2 separate regions of the Zea mays genome follow, and region 2 is linked to region 1. The links are chromatin contacts, called in public Hi-C maps. All regions are on one chromosome and are shown on one strand. The core of a region is the stretch at or near the end of the contact, and the rest is flanking DNA. Distances in the headings are between cores, read along the strand shown.

The links. Hi-C and Micro-C count contacts between places; a contact is called where the count stands out from the background.
Region 2: a Hi-C map of endosperm shows a contact between it and region 1, with 2.3 times the contacts expected there. The contact joins the promoter of LOC109945173 here to the promoter of LOC103651086 in region 1. A contact is called at or near these places in 6 of 25 Hi-C or Micro-C datasets (bundle sheath, ear, endosperm and 2 more).

Annotation. Positions count from the first base shown.
Region 1 is chr3:191,646,779-191,650,821 of Zm-B73-REFERENCE-NAM-5.0, reverse strand. LOC103651086 (vacuolar protein sorting-associated protein 36) reads right to left here and starts at 1,697. Exons shown (of 8, transcript XM_020550435.3): 1 at 1,017-1,697; 2 at 733-933. The coding sequence starts at 1,646.
Region 2 is chr3:191,856,189-191,860,231 of Zm-B73-REFERENCE-NAM-5.0, reverse strand. It overlaps LOC109945173, which reads left to right and starts at 1,848. Exons shown (of 3, transcript XM_023302134.1): 1 at 1,848-3,016; 2 at 3,090-3,332; 3 at 3,408-3,535. The coding sequence starts at 2,085. The coding sequence ends at 3,525. LOC100277449 (14 kDa zinc-binding protein-like) reads right to left here and starts at 385. Exons shown (of 5, transcript NM_001364796.1): 1 at 133-385. The coding sequence starts at 281.

The DNA.
Region 1 (4,043 bases), core at 448-2,947:
CGATTAGGGTCGATCAGGGGCGACTAATCACCCTGATGGTCACCTAATCGCGACTAATCGTCTGATCGCCCAGTGGCATCGATCAGACGATCAGGCGATCTGAAAACAATGAAAAGCACTTCTGCGACAAGCTCACGATAAGCTGCACATTTGGGTTGAATTGTGTCCAAAAACATAACATGAGAAGTGAGGTTGCCAAAGCGGGCCATAACTGTGATATAGAAGCTATTTTTCTGGCAACTATACTATGTGCATAATCCATATGATGATGAACCTCAACTGCAAACTAACTATTTGATCTATGTACACATCTTCACTGACAAGATGGGGCCAGAGTTCCTGAATAAATTCTAGTAAAAGTATATTACTAAATGGTTGAAGGACAGGCTGGTATAGTGGTGGGAGCTATCTCACTGAGTCACTAGGTCACGAGTTTGATGCAGCGTCTCTGCATTTGCCGGTCAAAGGCTTAGTAAAATACTAAATGTTGAGTTTAGCTGATATATGAAAATTAAATCAGTAATTATTAATCACTAGAAGTTGCGATCCCAGCAGATGGAGGAAAAAGGTATTCGTTCTAGAAATATAATATTGTGCTTGAGCCATATGGCAATGAAGCTCTGAACTAAATATGTTGATCTAATCTACACAGACTTCTTACAAAGTTCGTGCATTATCGAAGTCAGTTTACAGTTCAAAAATAAGCTACATAAAAAAGCAATTGTAAATTACCTGTAGTGACAACTGCTGATGATACAACGCACCAGCAGTTTCTTTCGTCACAGGAGACACAATGCCAACACTAAGTAGCAAATCCTGCATGTCTTGCTTAGAGCCCATCTCTTCATCATTGGAATTTGATTCAGTAGATGAGTTCATTAATAGCTTGAGCCTCATTTTCTCTGCTAACTGCATCATTTCCTTAGCTTTGCCCTGGAGCATAGAAAATAACAATAATTGAGTTCAAACTAGACCATGGTGATCAATCTCGAAGATGGTAGCTGTGAAATGCTAACCATGAGGGCATTGAGATCCTGGAACGCATCTTGTAAGTTCTGGCCGGCGCTCTCCCATGACTCCTGCTCCATCCGCAGTATCCCAGAGACCCCAACAACGGGCATCCGGATCCCGACGTTCTCCGCAGGCACATCTGCGACGGGCGTGCTGCTCGACGGAGCAGCTGCGGGGGCCACCTCCCAAGCCCTTGCACGGATCGCCTCGAGCAGCCTCCCGAAGAACACATCAACGTCAGCCTTACAGGTCACGACGATGGCAATGACCTCCGATCGCACGGATGGCATGGAGATCTGGAGGCGGATGCGGTGATGCTGCGACGAGGAAGATGAGGACGAGGAGAAGAGGGAGCGAAGGGGGTTATGGTTGTGCCTGCGGTGGGGAGGGTAGGCATGGACAACGGTGGCGAGCGGGAGGCCGCGTGCGGAGCGGGACGGCTCGTGGAGGAAGATGAGGCGGTGGGAAGTGAGCGCGAGGAGGCAGGCGCGGAGGGGCGCGAGGTGTGGGTTCTCCTCGGGCTCGAGATCGACAAGCGGGACGAGATTCCGCTCCACCTCGCCTGCGGAAAGCACCGGGCGGCCGGACGCCGTCACGGACGCTGACGGGAGCCAGTCGGCTGCGGCGGCGGACATGGCGGCGGTGCTCGGGTTCTGTGGTTTGTTTGGGTTTTCCTGTGCACGGTAGCGAAGCGGCTAGTGAAAAACTGAAAATAACGGTTTAGACCGTTTGGCAAATGACAACCAACCAGTGATGCGGAGTAGTAATGTTTGTTCAGAACTTGTTAAGGGAACGGTAATAGGATCTGGTTACTTACTAGTTATAATTAGATTAGATATACCAGAAATAGTCCAACCAAACAAAAGTTTTGTATCAATATCCATTACCCCATATAAATTAGTTGCGTTACATTTCGACGAACCAAACGCCACCGTAGAGTAAAACAGTCTCAAATACTCCTAAAGGTTCGTTTGGATGTAGATATTGAAAATGTTAGAATTAAATTAGATCCACTACCAAATCTATCTAGCATCAGAAATGAGTTTCAATACAAATTTGTTGTTTAAAAGTATCTGGAATTACAATTTCATCTAATACCTAGAGTCTTGGTTCTGAATCTTGAGATACACTTTAAAGTTCAATTTCAACTAATTGAGCTTTAATTCCAGCTCTAAATTCATTAGCTCAGAATTCTTGATTCTAATTCTCAGTTCCAGTATTGAATATCTACATCCAAACGATGTACAAATATAAAAAACAGTGAATAATTTGATTGTACGTTTGCATCAAATAGTTAATTGCATAGCAATGAAAATAGCGATTTATTGAGTCTGCTTTTTGCCATTTTTGTCCAACTAAAATTATGGCAAGCCAAAAAATTAATCCTTAGTTAATTTATTATTAAAGAATTAGTGCACTGATGTTTATGACTAATGTTTGTGGACAAATATTTAGAAACTTTTTAAATTGCACGAAAGAGAAACGGTGTGTTCTGCTATTGTTTTGACACTCGGCCTATATATATATAGGGTAAGACTATTAGAAACTCTAGGTTTCTAAGGGTCTGTTTGGTTGAGCTGTGGCTGTGGAAAAAGTTGCTGTGGGCTGTGAGCTGTGGAAAAAGCTGTTGTAGGCTGTGTGCTGTTAAAAAGCTAAAAATCGTTTGGTGGAAACCACTAAAAGTCGTTAAAAGTTCTTCGATATATGTTTTCACAGTTCCATCCAAAAGCCACTAAAAGCAGGTCCAGGGGTGCTTTCAGTTTTGCACTACGAGAAAGTCGGCTTTTAAAAAAAGCTGCTTCTTGAATCCAGCCCTTTGGTTGGCTTTTGGCTTTTAGGGGGCAAAAGCCAAAGCCAAAAGCCAAACCAAACACACCCTAAATATACAGTGGAAGCCCAGTCGTCCCTGTACCACTCGACCAGACCAGCTCCATCCATCCTCTGCACCACCCGATCAGACCAGCCTGCCCGCTTCCACCCCACGTCCATCTCGCATGTGCGCCTTTTGTTTTCATTTGCATGTGTAACAAAATTGGAAGCATGCGCACAAATTTAGCAGATGGATTGATATACATAAAAACAAAAAATCTGATTTGAATGTTTTATTTTGTCCATAAATATAAGATTTCTATAACAGTCATGCAGTTAATCTCGTTAGAAACATTTTATAATATATATTAATACTAATTTATGCTACACGGTGTAGGTATTTATGCAATACGGCACGTCGCATAAAAAATTAGTTTCCTGCTGTATGTGCACAAATTTAGGATGGCAAAAATGTGTGTTGAGAAGAAATGGATTGACATGCATGGAAACAGAAAAACTGATTTAAATACTATACTAGGTATGTGCCTGTGCGTTGCCACAGGAGTTAAAAATTAGTATAAACATAGATATAGAACGACAAACATCACTATGATATGCAAAATACGTGTGACAAATATCACCATAACACGAATATTATATTGACGATATAAATATATAACATTATTATAGATACGCCAAATCAAATAGAATGAATTGATGTCGAAGAAGAAACATTATAAGAAGTCAAACAACCATATCAAAACATTTATTCATGAGTACAACCAAGTACAATTCAAGAAACGAATAACAATCCCTTCTCATGAGAAACACTACAAGGAGAATCAGACTGCAAAGTTTATATCAGGCACATCTGCAAGGAGAATGCCTCCCATTTAGTTGCTACATGTAGAAATGCATCATAAACTATACAAGGTATGTGCCTGTGTGTTGCCACATGAGTTAAAAATTAGTATAAACATAGATATATAACGACAAACATCACTATGATATGCAAAATCCGTGTGACAAATATCACATATGGTGCTGCTGATGCGTTGTCTCGCAATCCACAGATGTCAAGTGACTGTTTGGCCATTTGTTCGTGTATTCCTCAATGGGTTTCAGAAATTATAGATTCATATACACATGACCCATTTGCCAAAGATCTCCTTGTCAAACTAGCAGTTGATGCATCGGCTGTGCCTCATTATTCCTTACAAGAT
Region 2 (4,043 bases), core at 599-3,098, 210 kb before region 1:
AGGGTACTCTCTGCTTTTGCTTATTTCACTAGAACGAATTACTCGCCAAAATAGATATACGCTCACTACGGCAGCTTCCCTACCGAATCGAAACGACGGTGCAGGATTTGGAGAGAACTGATAGAGGCTGACATGGTGGGGGTGCTGTTGAGGTCGGTGGCGAGGGCGGCTTCCTTCTCCCCGGATATGGCTGCCGGACTGCCGAGCGGAGGGAGGGATAAGTGGGAAGCGATGACCGCGAGGCGGTTGCCGCTCGCCGTCGGCGGGCTATTGCGCCTCATCCCCACTGATTTCCGTCGCACCTTCGCTGCTCGCCTGCCCGTCTTCCGAAGGTGAAGAAGACGTGAAGTTGTAGAGCAGTTGACCAGTTGATCCCCGCCTGCCCACGCAGCGCGGTGAGTTAATTGACTTTATAACAGTCTCGTCCCGGCTTCGTCTGTATACTACTCCGCAGCTCCGCTTTACCAGATTGGTATTATGGAATACACACGCTAAATTGGTAAGGTTAATCTCGAGAAAATTGGATTTATGTCATTATCAAACTACGGATTCGCTCGAATGCCATTATGAAAACACGCTTCGTTACTACGCCATTTTCAAACACTGGATTACAGATAAAATGCCATTTAGGGGGTTATTTGACAAAGTATCAACTAATTGGACTATTTTACCCCTAAACTAAAACAGCTCCTCTCTGTTCTCTGTCTCTCGTGTTTTCTCCTCCTCTCTGTACCGCACCACACCAGACCAGGTTCCTCTCTGTTCTCTCAGCCGTGTCTCCTCCTCTCCGACGGCGAGCACCAGGCGAGCTCCAGCACGTACCAGGCCGCCCGGGCTCAGCTCCCCACGGCTTGCTCCAGCACGTCGCCCGGGCTCAGCTCCCCACGGCTTGCTCCAGCACGCCGCAAGGGCTCCCCACGGCGAGCTCCCCTCGGTGGCCTGTTCCCCTCAGCGACGGGCGGTTCCCCTCGGCTAGCTACAGCAGCGGTGGTCGGTTCCCCTCAGCTAACCTCGACGAGCTCCAGGTATGCATATGGGTTTTAGGCTTTAGGATTTAGGCTTTAGACTTTAGGGTTTGTTCTGATTTGAGTTAGCAGCAGCGAAGATCTCACATTATTGGTCACCAACAGTTGGCTAGATGGATTACAGCTGGAATGATTCTATGTACGAGTATGATTCTACATTTAATTAATTTTATAGAAATCGAATGAAGTAGTATGATTGTACATTTTTATTTTTTATTTTCAGTTTTGACGATGAGCTTCTGCCTAGCTTAGCATTGGTAGTACATCCTAGTGGTCATCCAAAGGTTGGTATTGACTGGGACGCACTTCAAATTGTTGAGAGGCAAGATGAGGAAGGTAGGATAGAAATTGTTGACGATGACAGAATGTATGAGTTGATTGGTTTGAGAGCTGAGGATGAAGCTGCTGAGAAGGCTGGTGAAGCTTTCAAGATGCAAGAGGGTGATGTCAATAGAAGTTATAGTGACAATGAAACTATTGATGCAGCCATCCCTGTTGATGATGAAATTCCAGATGAGAGAGTGATGTTGCATGACCCAGACAAGCCTTGTATGGATATTGGAACAGTGTACCCCAGCATGCGTGACTTCAGGCTAGCTGTGAGACAGTTTGCGATCAATGAAGAGTTTGAGCTAGAAATATATAAAACTGATCCAAGTCGATTTATTGGTAATTGCAAAGGAGAAGGTTGCCCTTGGCATATTGTGGGACGTAGGCAACAATCTGGGAATAGTGTTATGGTATAGACTTGTTCTTACTAATCTATGTTGTGCCCTTGCCATCTTTGTTGTTACTAACTGAGGTTTATTATTGCAGGTCACTGTCTTAATTGAGGAACACACTTGTACTTCCAGTGCTAGAAGGAAAACCACGACCCCTACTAGCGCTTGGGTAGCATCAAAGGTTATCCATCTTCCATTGCTTGCTGTATGTACAGATGCATGCAAAGGGTTAGAAAATGCAGTAAAACTTGTTTTCCCTCAGGCTGACCAAAGAGAATGCTTTAGGCATCTAATACAGAATTTTGTTAAGAGGTTTGGAGGTGACATATTCTCTAAGATGTACCCTACAGCTAGGGCATATAGGCCAGAAGTTTCACAATTCTTTTACAATCAAGTTGTGGAAGCTTCCCCAGATGTAAAGAAATGGCTAGATACTTACCACAAGCTGAAATGGAGGAGAAGTCAGTTTAATCCTGCCATCAAGTGTGATTATGTCACCAACAATCTAGCTGAAGTCTTCAACAATTGGATTAAAGATTGGAAGGACCTTCCAGTTGTTGAGCTTGCAGACAAGTGTAGGGAGATGATAATGGTGTTGTGGGAGAAAAGGAGAAGAATTGGAGATAAACTTAATGGGAAGATCTTACCTGCTGTTTTACAACAATTGAAGGCAAGGACCAGAGGCCTAGGGCATCTATCAGTGACAAAGGCTGGTTTTTTCTCTGCACAGGTTGAGGACAGCACAAACACTCACAACAGACATGTAGTGAAGTCATATTTGCATGAGTGTACATGCCTAGAGTGGCAGCACACCGGCAAACCTTGTCCACATGCATTGGCTTTGATTACAGCACAGGAGAGTGTGGATGTCGAATTGGAAGATTTTGTGCATGAATTCTACTCTGTACAAAGGTTCAAAAATGCATATAAGAGAATAATTGAACCACTACCTGATAAGTCTCAATGGCAAACAGTGGATCTGCCCTATGCGGTTGCTGCACCACTTGACAAGAGAGGTAAAGGAAGGTATAAGAAACTAAGAATTAAGAGTTGTTTGGAAGGTGGGAATAGCAAAGGGGAAAAAGTAGCTACAGAGAAAGGCAAGGAAGCTGACAAGAATGCAGTACTAGAAGCTGACATGGAGGGTTCAAACCAATCTGAGAAGGGGAAAAGGAAGATGATTAGAGGCAAAAGAAAGTGCAAAAGATGTGGAGAATTAGGTCACAGTGAAACTAGCTACAAGTGCCCATTGAACGGAACAAAGAAAAGGTAAGTGATGAAATGTCTAATTTGAACATTTGCACTGTTATATTTGTATCTAACTGTGCTGTCCAACTTGTAGGAAGAGAAAGCCTCGCATGAATAGAACAAAGTATGGGGATAATGCCAAAATCCCCAAAACTCGACTTCAACGAAGTGTCCAAGGTCAAGGTGTTGTCCAAGGTGAAGCTAATGTCGAACTTGAAACTGTTCAAGATCATGGTGCTGTCCAAACTGAAGCTGATGTCCAGCTCGAAGTTTCTCTTCCGGTTACACCAACAAGGGAGTCTATTTTACAGGACAGCCCAATCAGAGTCACTAGGAGGTAAACATATCATTATGATTATGTTGCATCAAGTCGTTGTTGTCTCATTAAATTACTGGTCTTTATTTTTTTCAGTCGGCTTGCTATGCTACTGGGAGATGGACAGATTGATATCCAGTCACCTCCCAAGAATACAACTCCTAAGAAGATGCTAATGAAGAAGCTCACACCAAGGAAGCTGAAGAAAATGTGACAAGATTGTAATAAGCTGCTGATTTTTGTGTTATCTAAGATTTTAGTAAGCTAGTTATTTTGAACCTTGTTATGCTATCAGATAAATTGTGTTCTTTCTGAAACTGTGTTCATTCAGTTAAGAATGGGAAACTGTGTTCTGAATTTCTGAAATTGTGTTCATTCAGTTAAGATCGGCTACTTTTTCACTCTGATGTTTCCCTGCCCCTTGCTGTTCATTCAGTTCTGAATTTCTGGAGCTTGCCCTCGTCCGTGCTGGAGCTTGCCTCTAACCCATGGTGCGTGCTGGAGCTTGCCTGTGCGTGCAGGAGCATGCCTGGTGCTTGCCGTGGGAGAGGATTAGAGGAGGAGATAATGGCTGAGAGAACAGAGAGGAGCCTGGTCTGGTGTGGTGCGGTACAGAGAGGAGAAAACGCGAGAGACAGAGAACAGAGAGGAGCTGTTTTAGTTTAGGGGTAAAATAGTCCAATTAATTGATACTTTGTCAAATAACCCCCTAAATGGCATTTTATCTGTAAT